2 separate regions of the Gossypium hirsutum genome follow, and region 1 is linked to region 2. Evidence: chromatin contacts called from public Hi-C data. All regions are on one chromosome and are shown on one strand. Each heading gives the region's core, a stretch centred on a gene start, on an enhancer-like site or on the middle of the called end of the contact. The rest is flanking DNA. Distances are from core to core; before and after follow the strand shown. Region 1 holds the start of LOC107946305 (non-specific lipid-transfer protein 4). Region 2 has its middle 38 kb from the start of LOC107947587.

The links. Hi-C and Micro-C count contacts between places; a contact is called where the count stands out from the background.
Region 1: a Hi-C map of leaf shows a contact between it and region 2, with 2.1 times the contacts expected there. The contact joins the promoter of LOC107946305 here to the enhancer-like site in region 2. A contact is called at or near these places in 9 of 34 Hi-C or Micro-C datasets (callus, hypocotyl, leaf and 1 more).

The regions. Positions count from the first base shown.
Region 1 is chrD12:49,105,477-49,112,674 of Gossypium_hirsutum_v2.1, reverse strand. LOC107946305 (non-specific lipid-transfer protein 4) reads right to left here and starts at 4,715. Exons shown (of 2, transcript XM_016880567.2): 1 at 4,284-4,715; 2 at 2,505-2,755. The coding sequence starts at 4,632. The coding sequence ends at 2,739.
Region 2 is chrD12:49,046,800-49,053,243 of Gossypium_hirsutum_v2.1, reverse strand. No RefSeq gene overlaps it. Among protein-coding and RNA genes, the nearest start is that of LOC107947587, 38 kb to the left of the region's middle. Within about 2 kb of position 3,128, at least 3 of the 9 cell types and tissues checked have an H3K27ac peak or open chromatin away from gene starts, as enhancers often do. A contact at or near this core is called in hypocotyl and leaf, where this site is marked.

The DNA.
Region 1 (7,198 bases), core at 3,466-5,965, 58 kb before region 2:
AACCATCGGTTTTTAGTTGGTTCAACCGATTCATATTGGTTCCTACCATTTTCCAGACCGATTCCCGATCTAACTGGCTGGTCTGATCTGGTTCAAACAACATTGATTAAGGCACCTTATAAAATTTTCAAGTACAAGAAAATGAATTTTGGGGGTTTTGGGAGTTATATGGACATCCATTTATCAATGGATTTACAACACTCCCCCTTCGATATCCATTAACGAAAATGCGCCTCGTTAAAATCTTATTAGGAAAAACCTTGTGGGATAAAAACCTAATGAAGGAAAAGATAGCACTATCTCCTATTACAAGCTGCTTCGTTAAAAACCTTTACTAGGAAAACCCAATGTGACAAAATTTTGATTTTCCTATTAAAGGAAAAAAGTACAACGTGTTTTAGACTCCTCCTAATGGCAACATCACAATATATCTTTGAGTCAATGCATTCCAATCTTGTATATAGTCTTTCAAACGTTGTGGTTGGCAATGTTTCGGTAAAAGTATCAGTCACATTATTACTAAAACGAATTTATTGAAGTTCTATATCGTCTTCCTCTCAAGATCATGGGTGAAGAATAATTTTGGTAAAATATGTTTCGTTATGTCACATTTGATGTAACCACCCTTCAATTGGGCTATACATGTTGCATTATCTTCATATATGATAGTTGGCATATTTCTTTGCAAAAGTAAATCACATATCTTCTATATATGTTAGGTCAACAACCTTAGCCAAACACACTCTCAACTTGTCTCATGCATTACAATTATTCCTGCATGATTTGAAGAGACAACAACTAAAGTCAACTAATAGAGATCTTGAATCACTTGAATAAAATATTCGCATTGAAATGGTTCCTCTAAGATATCTAAATACATGTTTAATTTCATTCCAATGTCTATGTGTTGGTGATGAACTAAATCTTGCTAACATGTTCACATCGAATGCTATATTAGGTTGGGTGTTCTTTGCAAGATACATCAATTCCCCTATGGCACTTAGATATGGTACTTCAAGACTAATAAACTTTTCATCATTTTCGTAAAGACGAAATGGGTCTTTATTCACATTTAGTGATCTTACAACCACTACGATATTTACTGGATGTGCTTTATCTGTGTCAAATTTCTTTAAGATCTTTTCTATTTAAGCTAATCGATGGACATGAATTCCATCCTTTAAATGTTCGATCTACAGGGCGAGACAGAACTTTGTTTTTCCAGGATCTTTCATCTCAAAATCTTTCTTTAAATAATTTACTATATTTTGAAGCTTTTTAGGAGTTCTAATAATATTTAAATCGTCAACATAAACAACAGTTATCACAAAATTTAATCCAAATTTTTTTTATATAAAAACATATGGACAAATTAGAACATTTTCATAACCTTCTTTCAACAAATATCCACTAAGATTGTGCCACATAAGTCCAAATTGATTTAATCCATGTAAGGATTTCTTTAATCTGATCGAATAATTTTCCTAGGAAACTCTAAATCCTTCTAAGATTTTAAATTCTTAAGAGATTTTCATATAAATTTCACTATTAAGTGAGCTATACAAATAGGTTGTAACAACATCTATTAGTTGCATGTCAAGTTTTTCACTCACTGTCAGACTAATAAGATATCTAAACATGATTACATCCACAGCAGGAGAGTATGTATTTTCATAATCAATGTCGGGCGTTTGCGAAAATCAATTTGCTACAAGTCATGCTGTATATCTTAAAACTTCATTTTTCTCATTTTGTTTTCACACAAATACTCATTTATATCCTGCTAGCTTTATATCTTTATATGTTTGGACTAGGGGTCCAAAAATCTCACGTTTAGCGAGTGACTTCATTTCTACTTAAATTGCACCTTTTCAATTTGACCAATCTTTTCTATTTTTAGATTCCTTAATAGATTTAGGCTCAATGTCTTCATTTTCTTTTGCTATTTCAATAGAAATATTATAAGTAAGAACATTGTCAACAAAATTTTCATTTCGATTCCATATTTTCTTGTATTGACGTAACTTATTTAGATCTCTTTATTTTCATCATGTTCAGTTCCAGGTACTTGAATTTTTTCTTGAGTTTTATAATAAGTTATGTCTCAAGTCTCTTCAAGAGCACCCACCTCCACACTATATCATGCTTCAAGCATGCATTACTTTCATTTACTTTAACAAGTTGTCCTATTGGGACTTCAATTCAAATAAAAACATTAGCCGGTATATAACACTTGGTTATTTTAATCGCGCATTGTAGGACGCATTTTTTTTTCCTTAAAAAACAACATAAATCGATAAATTTTCAACAAGAAAAAAAAAAGGACTAATTTCTGAATTGATTTTTTTTCAGCGTTTTTAGATAAATTAGCTTTGAATTGTAAAAGAATTTGTGTAAGGCCTGGTTGAGATGGGTCAAACTTTTTGAGTCAGATAAATAGCTTGGGCTTTGGACAGTTTTGTCTAAGTCAGGAACATTAATAGATATCAAATACAAATCGGTAGTGAGAGAGAAAGAGAAATTATTTTTGAAATAATACTAACATAATGGAAAGTGAGCATAAAAATAGCATTTGCTCAATTAAGATGATAATGTAACTTAGCTGCTGAAGATTACATTAAAAAAGACATAAACAATTGCTTTGGAAGGATGAATCAGCAATGACCATGCAAATGCAATGCTGCACTTGTTTATTTATTAGCTCTCTCTTCTCTTCTTGTATAAGGTATTAGTTTGTCTCATGGGACTGTGTAGCCTGCAAAATCCCACAAAAACTGTATTTGTTAGCCTTAAGATTCAGTTTCCTTGGTAGCTCATCGAGTAAAACAACTGAGGAAGAAAGCTTGATTTAATTTTTTTCATTTCTTAAACATCTATTAAGGCTTAGTTTATTTCAGAGTTTAATTGATATTAATAATGCATTAGTTACATTTTTCTTTCGGTTGAATTGTTATAATGGCCTCTGACCTTTATTACTTTTCTTAAATAAGCCCATATAAGCTATTATATTAAATAAAATATTTATTTAGAGTAAGGTTTAGTTTAAATACGCATCAAATTATTTTGGGCATCCTTCATGTCCATTTTTCTGTTTATGTCTAGGATCCAGACCGTTTGTTCCCCAACAATTATTGGGTGCAATAGTAAATAACATTATTATACGAGTCTAATAAAAGTGTACAAACTTTAATAAAATTATAAAGTTTGAGGGTTTTTTATTCATTTTTCTTAATACTAGATTATGTCACAGTTATGTAAAATCTATATTTATAAAAGTATTATGTAAGAAATGAGACTTAATTGAAATGACAAAGTTGAAGTTTTAGAGATCTCCATCTAACCACATGTGTAAATTCTTTTAGATTTTATATAATTTTTTTTAAAAAGTATAGATATAAATAGCTTAATGAACTAGGGAGGTCTCTATAATATAGGAATTAGATTAAATTAGTCCCTCTATTATTAAATGAATAAATTTAGTCCTTATAATGTTAAAAAGAATTAAATAAGTCCAAATTACAACACAATTAACATTACTGTATAAAAAATATCTTGAATATTATCTTTCAATTGCAGATCAATTTATACAAAAAAATATTTACATAACCTTAAAAATTTTATAAACATTAACTCTGTCAAACAGTAAGTGATATTTTTCAATCAGGAAATGTTAGCTCTATTCCAATTTGGCCTTATTTGATTTTCTTTTAATAGTACATGGATTAAATTGATCTATTTAATAGTAGAAAGACTATTTTGATCAAGTCCCTATTATAGAAGGACCTCTTAGGTACATTCACCAATATAAATAAGACGTTAATCAGTGTCAGTGGGTATGGGTAATGGTGTCAAGCCCACTCATTTTAGGGTCCGTTCTTCAACCCGGCTGAGATGAGCTTTTAGTTAAAAAAGCACTTTTCATTAAAAAGTAAAGGAGAACGCATTTCATTTTAGAGCAAAATGACAGCTTCTTAAAAGGACTTTTGGGCAGATGAGAAGTAGATTTTAGTCTACGGAGTTTTGCTTTAGAGGGATTAGAAGGCTTATGCAAATACCTTAGAGGCTTAAGCTCGGAATCCCACCACAAAGTCACAAAGATCCCCATCATCTCTCTTTACCCCAAATGCATTATAAATTTATTTAAAACTCAAAAATTAGTTAAATTGATTCATAACGTAAAAATCAAATGCAATTCAAATATCAATATTTTCAACTTTGTCTCGATCTTGTTTACCTAAATTAAAGATAAAAGTTAAAAAGACCAAAAGAGGAGGGCTACTTACTTCCACATTTTTTTCCAGCTTGCCTGTTCCTAATGTTACATCTTTTAGGAATGCCAATGGCAATCCCAGGCTTGATTCCAGCCTGCTTTGCCAATGGTGATAATAAAATAGCACAAAGGCACCTCGGAGAAGCCTTAAGTAAGGCACCAACCTTGGAGCAGCAAGCAGGCGGAACTTTTGCCTTTGCGTTCCCAGCCGCTCCTAAGCATGGGCTTAAACTTACCGCAGCAGACCTAATTGGAGTCTGTCCACACTCCCCAGCTGCTTCAACATCCTTAATGAACACCATGCAACTTATATCAAACACAACCAGTGCAACAAGGAAATAAGCTTTCAAGCTAAAACCCATCTCTGCTAAACAAACTTTTCAACACCCAATTTGCAGAAAATTCAAACAATGAATGCCTAATACATACCAACGTTGCAACATATATAATACTAAAAAAAAGGACTGTGGGGTGGTGGGATTTGGGTTTTAGTGGGTTGGTTGTGGTAGATTGTGGAAGACAATCTTGCGGATTCATCATCATCATCGTTTTCCTCCTTAGTTTATTCAAAATGTAATTATTTTTTAACCAATTTTAAATGCTTCCACTATATAAAAGGATTGCCGATCGATTGCTAATTTTCATAGATTCTGGTTCATTATAAGAATGTTCTTCCCTTCTTTATATTGCCTTAGGGTAGGTGGCATGAAAAATTAGTGTGAACATGGAGACTTTGGCGTCATTCAATAATTTGATCCACTATTGTATATGTTAGTGGTGCCCATCGATCAAGTGAGCCAAGGGTAATAATTTCCTTCTAGTCTTTATTACATCCAATCTCACCTTCACGAATATTTCAGGGCAGCAGAGCTAATATTTAGTAATTTGGATTTAAATTTTAAAAATAGTATAAATTGAGTGGTAAATTATTCTAAAATATAATGTTTATTATTATTTTTTAAATTTATGAATTTATTAAAATAATGATTTAAAAATCTTAAAATATTTTTTGATTTAACAAATTCATATATATATTTTTAATATTTATTAGATTCAATCTCAACAAATTTATTCATTACATTCTTACCATTTACAAAATAATTGAAATCTAAATTTTCAAACAGACCATAACTAAATTCATTGATTAAGTTATGGTTAATAAATTGTAATAAGCCCCATTTCAAAAGAACTTTTCAATCTTAAAAAGAATGAACAACATTTCGCTTTAGTTAAAAGTACTATTTGAAAGTGTTTTTCTACTTAAACGCAAAAATTGAGATTTAAGTGATTCTGGTTTTTGGTTTTTGCTAATTGAGTTTTAGTTTAAGTAGTATCATTGAGTAAGAGGATGTTGATTTAAGCGCACTTAAATACGCTTTATACTTCTATTTAAAAGTTGAGAAGGGATTATTAGTAGCTCTAGGTTTTGTATAAAAAATTTACTTTTGGCTTTTGACTTTTGCATTTTGAAGTGGAATTATCAAAATACCCTTATTTATCCTAATATTTAAAATGTATATAAAATTTTAGATTTTTTATATTTTATGTATCATTGTATTAAATTATGGATAAACTACACCAAAAGCCACTAAACTACTAGTATGTTTACGTCTTGATCATTCAACTTTAAAGAGTTACAAAATGATCACTGAACTATTCTAAAGTTTTCATCTAAATCATCGAGTTGTTAAAATCATTGTTGTATGACATTTTCTATTTGCACCACCTGTGATAAAGAATGATGTGGATGAATGTGGAAGCGGATCGTAAAGTTTGTCAAAGTCGCAAATTTGACTTAGGGCTCTAGATGTTTAGAAAGAAACTTAGATTTTGACACAACCTGAAACGAAATTGAATCCAAAACAGACAAAACAATTAAAATAAATACCTAAAATAAAATAATAAATTAAAATTTAGAATAATAAGGAAGTGAATAAAGAAGATAAATGGAAAGATAGAACGTGGCATGTGGAAGTCCTAAGAAGCCTTGGAAACACTAAGAATCCATGGCCCCCTTCAAGCGGCTTTAATTTCCCTTCCAAGATAGAAAACTTGGTAAGAAAAAGTTTGAAGATGATCCCCACAATCTAAAAAGATTGTTAAAACTCTTCTAAAAGAACCTCAAGAGAAATTCTTAAGAAAAGAAAACTCAAAGAGAATTTATAAACTCAAAAAAGAAGTTGAATAATAATGAATTGTATGAATTGTGTACAATGCAAAAGCCTATATATAAGCTAGTTAAATAAATCTAAATAAAACTCTTAAATATACTAGAACTCTAATTTAATCTAAACAAGAAGTAGTTTTAAACTAAACTTTTTTGTTAACATAAAACTCCTAAATAACTTAAAATACTTCATAATTATAAGAAATTTGAAATAAAATAATAAAATAATAATAAGAACTAATAAATATAATATTGAGCTCATATATAATAAAAATTAAGCCTAAAATTCAAACCCAATATGATTTAAACTCGAATCAAAAGCCTGAAATTTGTAATTCCCGTCATAATCTTGTTTAGAAATTCTACTCGCGCAGCATTCACTAAAACGGTCATAATTTGAGCTCTCGAACTCAAAATCAAGTGATTCAAAATGCGTTTCGAAGCTAAAAGATAGATCTTCAAACGCCATGAGACATCTTAACCCAAAAATGTCAGGATCCCATCCAAAAAGTCATCGCAAGTCTGCTAATTTCCTAAGCCTGAAATTTGGCAGCTTTAGTGATTGAAATTTAATAAATTTCACCCCATCCGTGCATGTATCATTCTCCCTTTCCTGAAAAAGATTCGTCCTCGAATCTTGTTTTTGATCGAATCCTGATTTGATTTGCTTAACCTTTGACATTGTTGTTAGGCCTTCAGGTAGTGTGAACCTATCATATTCATGGGTCTGAAATTGTGACTTGAGACTCACATCATTCCCC
Region 2 (6,444 bases), core at 1,879-4,378:
TACCCGCATCACCTTTTTTTTTTTTTTTACTTCTATAAAAAATACAACCTTCATTCAAATTTTAATTTATTTTTAAATTCTTTATTAATAAATAATAGTTATAATAAAAATAAAATAACTCAATTCATAACCACTTTTTTTATAGAATAGAAAAATAAAAGTACCAAATATTGAGTTAATCTAATAGTTAAGTTTTTAACCATTGTTTTCATTGATTTAATTTTTCTATTCCAACTTAAGTAAAAATTATTCGATTCAAAAAATAAATTTTGAAAAAGAGCGAGACTCACTAGTTGAAATTTTATTTCAATTTAAGTTGTTCATGCATCAAGTCGGATTAAATTCTGGTCAAGTTTATGCACATTATTAATTGACAAAGTCCAACCTATACCTAAATATGAACTTCAAATTTTATTGAAACTTGTTCATATTTGTAAATAGTTAATCTACACTCATTTAGGCTCATTCATATTTTTTTATTTTTAAAGTATTACTTATTATATTTTTAATATTTATATTCTAGTATAATATATTTAATTCTTTATTTGCTATAAATTATATATATAAACTAAATGAAAAGTAACATAGTACAAACTTGAAAGCTAGTCAGACCATGTCGGACTTGTTTGAAGCGGTGACAATTTGATCATAGAAGGGAAAAATGTATGACCTTTTTATATAAGAGAGGTTCTTTTTTGGGTACAAATTTTGAAAATATAGGGCACTGTGTCCATGGAAATCAGACCTGTGTCAGTTTTGATTTTGCAATGTATAAGTCGAAGGCTAGAAGTCTTCCAGCTTCAAAATTCAAGCACAACTTCGACTTAGTTAATATTCTACATAGTTTGAGATAGGCCCATGGCGAGCTTTGGAAAAGAAGACATTATAGAAATATGAGTCAAGGTAGAGATTTGTGGAGTATGTCTTGCATTTCAGTCAAATTTAGGTACAAATAGAGAACAACGTCGTGATGAGAAGCCATGTGACATCATAACGACGAAAACAGAGGAGAAGTAGAAACGATGTCGCGACAATACGACAGGGGACATCGCGACGTGGAAACGTGGCATGCAATTTTCTCGATTTTCTTCTTCCAATTAAATTATGATTATTTGTCTTAGTCGAACTCTGATTAGTGCAGATTATTTTAATATTATTTGACCTACGAATTTAGTCTATAAATAGATACTTTTCTACCCTAGAAAGATTTAACCCATTACACATTTAGGTATTAGCTTTTAAGGAATTTTGTGTTTAAGTTTGGAGGGTTCTTATTTTCGGGTTTAGTTTTTATCTCCACCTTTCTACTCTTCGTTTTTGCCATTATAGTGAATTTATCTTTACTTGTGGTTTTTTATCCTCTTCGGAGGGATTTTTTCACGTAAAATATTTGTATTCAATCTTTTCAATTTCTTTGTTATTTTACTTGTTCGTTACTTAATCGGGTTTATCCCCAACAGTAAGGCTTACACGTTTTAATTGAAATTAATTATTTAATGGTGAAATTTACTCGTAATTTGATTGTAGTTACGCCGACAACAAATGTGACATTGTGTAACTCAAACCTGACGATCGAGTCGGATATCGATTTGTCACATTAATGGTGCTTGTTGACACTAAATAAATAAATTAAATTAAATTATTTTAAAATTAATAAAAAAATAAATTTAAAAAATTTCATAAAAGATATTTTTCAATAAAAATTCGATTCAAAGCAATGAAATTTTAAGATAAATATGTATATATTAAAATCGAATGGTATTGTTATTCCCGTCTTAGAATTTTAGAGGGGAGCCATGGAGGTGGCTCATCGTTTTTAGGCCTTGAATATATCAATGTAAGATGAAGGAATCGAGTAAAGGCCCATTGGACCCATCAGTGATTTTTCTAGGTTTAGCAATGGATGAAGTTTCTTTTGGAAGCTGCACTTGTTCAAGTTCTGGTCCTTTTCTTATTCCCCTTTCTTCAATTTTCTGTCTCTCCTTGATTTGGTGGTTTTAGACTTTTGATATAATGGTCATAAACATGTTTCATTGAAGAACATTATGGGTTTGTTTCCAGTTCTAGTGAAAATGTTGTATTGAAATTAATGTTCTGGAAATGTTGTCACTGGTTTAAAGTGATAAATGTAATATATTGATACAGAATCCAAGTTTATGTACTATACAACACAATACTCTTACTACTAAATCTAATGTATTAAGGATTAATATATGATACGCTATTAGTAAATAAGTCTCATGCACCGTTACTTAATAATTATAAGATAACACATCATTAATGGTGTAAAATAAAAAATATTGAAAGGCTTAACATTAACTTTATTTAAACATAATTAAATATAATTTATACTTCTTCTTTTTTTACTTTAAGTTTTAGATTTTGGATTTTGAATTTTCATTTTTGATTTTGGGTGCTTTTGTATTTATTTATGTTTAACAATTATAATTAATATTTATTTTTAACCAAATAAATTTATATTTGTTTTTAAAACCCTCACTATTTTTTGTTGTATACTAGTGATGGTATGATGGTTAAGAGTGTTCACCGCCTCAAGTGTAGTATGAATTTGAGTTGCGGTTGTCAAATGTTTTTTGATGTTTTTGAATAAAGCTAATATGATACACATATATCTAATATTTATAGAAATTTCACCTCAATCAAACGAGATATTTTTCAATAACATCTTTCAATGGATTATGTACTAAATATTTCACACTACATAAAATATTGAAAAAAAATAGTCGTATATTACAAGTCAAAAGATGCAAAACAAGTCTCAGTTGCTAAGATCAGCGACTTGTTGCACTAACAATAAGTATTAAGTTGTGGTAATTGAATTTAGCATGTGTGTAAAGATTCAAATGTAATTTTCTTTAAGTTACTTTTATCACAAAACAACAAGTGAGAAGAATTTCTAAATAAAATCTGACATTATTTTGCTTATTATTCAATTTGTTCTTGTGTGAGAACGTAGTTTCCTTTACGCAGGAGGAAAGTTGCATGGCAGTGGTGGATGGATGCTTCCTGGTGCGTGCATGAAAGCATGGGACATACATAACACAACCTTTTTCTAACTATTGTCATCATTGTTCCAAACCTTGTCTTGGTTTGACATTTAAGTACATCAATGGCTTTATTTGAGCTTTCCAAGAAGCTTCCTTTCCCTTTATTTCCCACGGTTTCTGAGTATATGATATATATTTGTCATTGTCACGTAAAAGCTCACTGTTTTAAGGGTTCTCCTATGATGGGGCCTCTTCTTTCGGCCTTGGGACTAGGTAAATCGTTTGGTAGGGTTTTGAAATTAATTAAGCAATTTAAATTGAAATTAACACTAAAAAGGCAAATCTAAGAGATGGAAAAGGATCTTCTTCCCCAAAGGAGTTCATTGGAATTAAAATGGATTTTGATTCCACCTCCATCTATTCGGTTAGCCCTTGAATTTGTACCTGAGGTTAGAGCTCAAGTTTGAATAACTAGAGCTATAAATATGAGATTTAATTACAAAATTCGAAGTGAATTCAGGTAAAGTTCTTCCAACAATGAGGACTCCAAAATTTAAATTAATTATTTAATTATAAATATATATGGGTGGAGAGCGGAATTATGCAACAAATATATTTATAAAAAATTAATATAAAAATAAATGTAGTTTTAATTGGAAAATTTATTTCTCTAACTTTTTAATATAAAAGATGTAAAAGGACAAAAACACCCTAAAATAGTTTATTTCACTTTGTAAAATAATGATATTTTAGTCATTACCTAATTGAATTTGTGTCACAAGTTGGTGCTCAATTGATTTGTGACATTAACTCGATTGATAACTTAATATATAATTCCATACACACTTAGGTCATATGTTATTTGAACTCTATAATTTTTTAAATTAGTCATATGTTGAACAGCAACATAAATTAGTATTTGTCTTAATCAGGCTAAACAAAATGCCATCAGAAGTTATAAGCGTTAAAAACAAGTAAGGATGTGGAAAGGACCACAAGACAAAGGAATAAAAATAAGAAGAAAAACAAAACATCTCCAATATTCATATTTTTTTGTATAGTTGCTCAATCAAATTATATGCCCAAACTTAATTCAGTTCATCCATGGATGGCATCTAATAAATATTCTGATTTGCGTCTCCACATTATTTTGCAATATCTTTCCTTATCCACAAACTGCAACCTCAACTGTTGTATTAAATCATGTCTTCGTCTTGCAAATTAGTTAGCGAAAGTTTTAAGATTAATAAATTGAAATTTTTAGTTATCATCCTTTTTTATTTATTTATTATATTTTTACCTTAATTTAGACACATGGCAATATGAGAAGCAATTTAGAAGGCATCTATGAATGGTCTTCTATTTTGTACCATTTGTAGTGATCACCCGGTTGGTCAATAACCTGCCACCCGCATACCTCTCATCATTTGCATACCTCATGCCACCCAAATGAGGGATATCCGTTTTCAGCCACTTGATACAGATTGTCCATAAGAACCACCAAAGGACCATTGGCACATAACTATTTATATAATTAATATTTTAATGATTCCACTGTTATATTTTACGATCTATTCATGTAGATCATGCATATCCAATTTAATATAAATTTAAAACTTCTAACTATTTGTTTTATGTAAAAAAAATTAATCGTTGAATATATATTAACATATAGAGTATTTTAGATCGATATGATATATATATCAAATTAGTTCGAAAGTTTACTGACAATTACAATTATATCAATAAATTCAATAATTGAATCATTAAAACTACTATGATATGTATCCCTCGTTATAAAGTTTATATGTTTGGAGATTCAGACCTAAATTCATATTACATCAATTGATTGCATGTTTACTCCAATTTGGAGAAATTTAAAGGGTGTGGTTTTACGGCGCTTAATGGGCTTTTGCCTTGGATGCTCTTTTCATAGTTCAAGCTTCCATAAAAGAAGGTCCAATTTGGTTTTAATTTTGAAAATATTACTTCTTCTTTTTTCTGATTAAAGTTTTAATATTGAAAATATTCACATGTTGTATTGAGTTAAAAAATAGTACATTTATCTCATTATATTAGGCTCTACAGAAATAAAGAAATCGAACTACATAAATAATTATCGTATGTTTTATTTTTCTGTTACTTATCATAATATCATCCGAAATGCCCACTTTCACTATCTATATTAAATCACCACTTACACACCCTATTTTTCTTAAGTATGGAATGTAGGTTCCAACATTCTGTATTATATTGTTTGTATGTTGTTGATTTACGAATTTATAAACTGGAAATGTTTTTTAACTTAATATTGTATATATTGTAAATTGGAATGATTTCAACGTAATTATGATGCACAATAATTTTGTTGCTTGTTTATTGAAGTAGTGTCAATTTTATGTATGATTAGTTGTATAATAAGACTTACGTGTAGTTATGAAATTGTAATTACGATTCATTTTGGATTTGTAATACAAAATCTATAGTTTATTTTGTAAACATATACTAAATATTTAGACAATTTACTTCAGTAGCTAATCCCGTAAAAGAATCAAAGTGAGCGTTTTATTGAAATATTGCGAAGGATTATTATATCGTCTACAGTTCCAAATGGGGAGATGGCTAGTCTTGGCTATCGGAGCAGTTGACTCCATGAGTAGAGACATAGATGTATTCATTGGTAGAATGATATATTGGACTAGACCCAAGATGAATTAATCCTGATCCCGTTTGTGAATTAATTCACTTGTACATTCATGATGTGATTTACCTAAATCTTGAGTTAGTTACTGACCATGCGTATGCAACTCATGTGCTTTGATATAAGTGAAGGCTTATGCTTTAAAGATGATCGAGATCATAGTCGGTATGTTGGGTATATGACTTGTGTATGACATGACTGTACTAGCAACAGTGGAATTCATAGCTCAATTAAAGAGTTAATGATATCCTCTCATTGACATTGTGTGGATTGATAAATATGGAACGTGGCCACGATTGCTTGTTCTTGAATGAGCGATTTATCATATTCATTTGTTGGCAGTGATCATATAAATCATTAAGAAGACACAATGGTGACAATAAGATAAAATTGGATTGTATTGAGTGAATGGATTTAACTCAAAGGAATCAAGGATATCATATGAGGGTAACACACATGACGAGGTTATTGGTCAAAGCAATTGGATGAATTGTTATTGTAAAGAGTATACAATAAGGAGTTTTTAATCATGGTACTTCTTGTGGACTGACTCCATAATTAAGTAATTGCGAATTATCGAAACAATGCTTCTGGACTTAATTGCAATCACTAGAGTCTAATTGTATATGTCTAGTTGGTCCCTTCGCTAGCTCAGCAAAAACTCGATCGGATTGCATTTGAATCAGAAGAAAATTCTACGACTTTGGGAATAATTTAATTGAGTCGATTTATTCA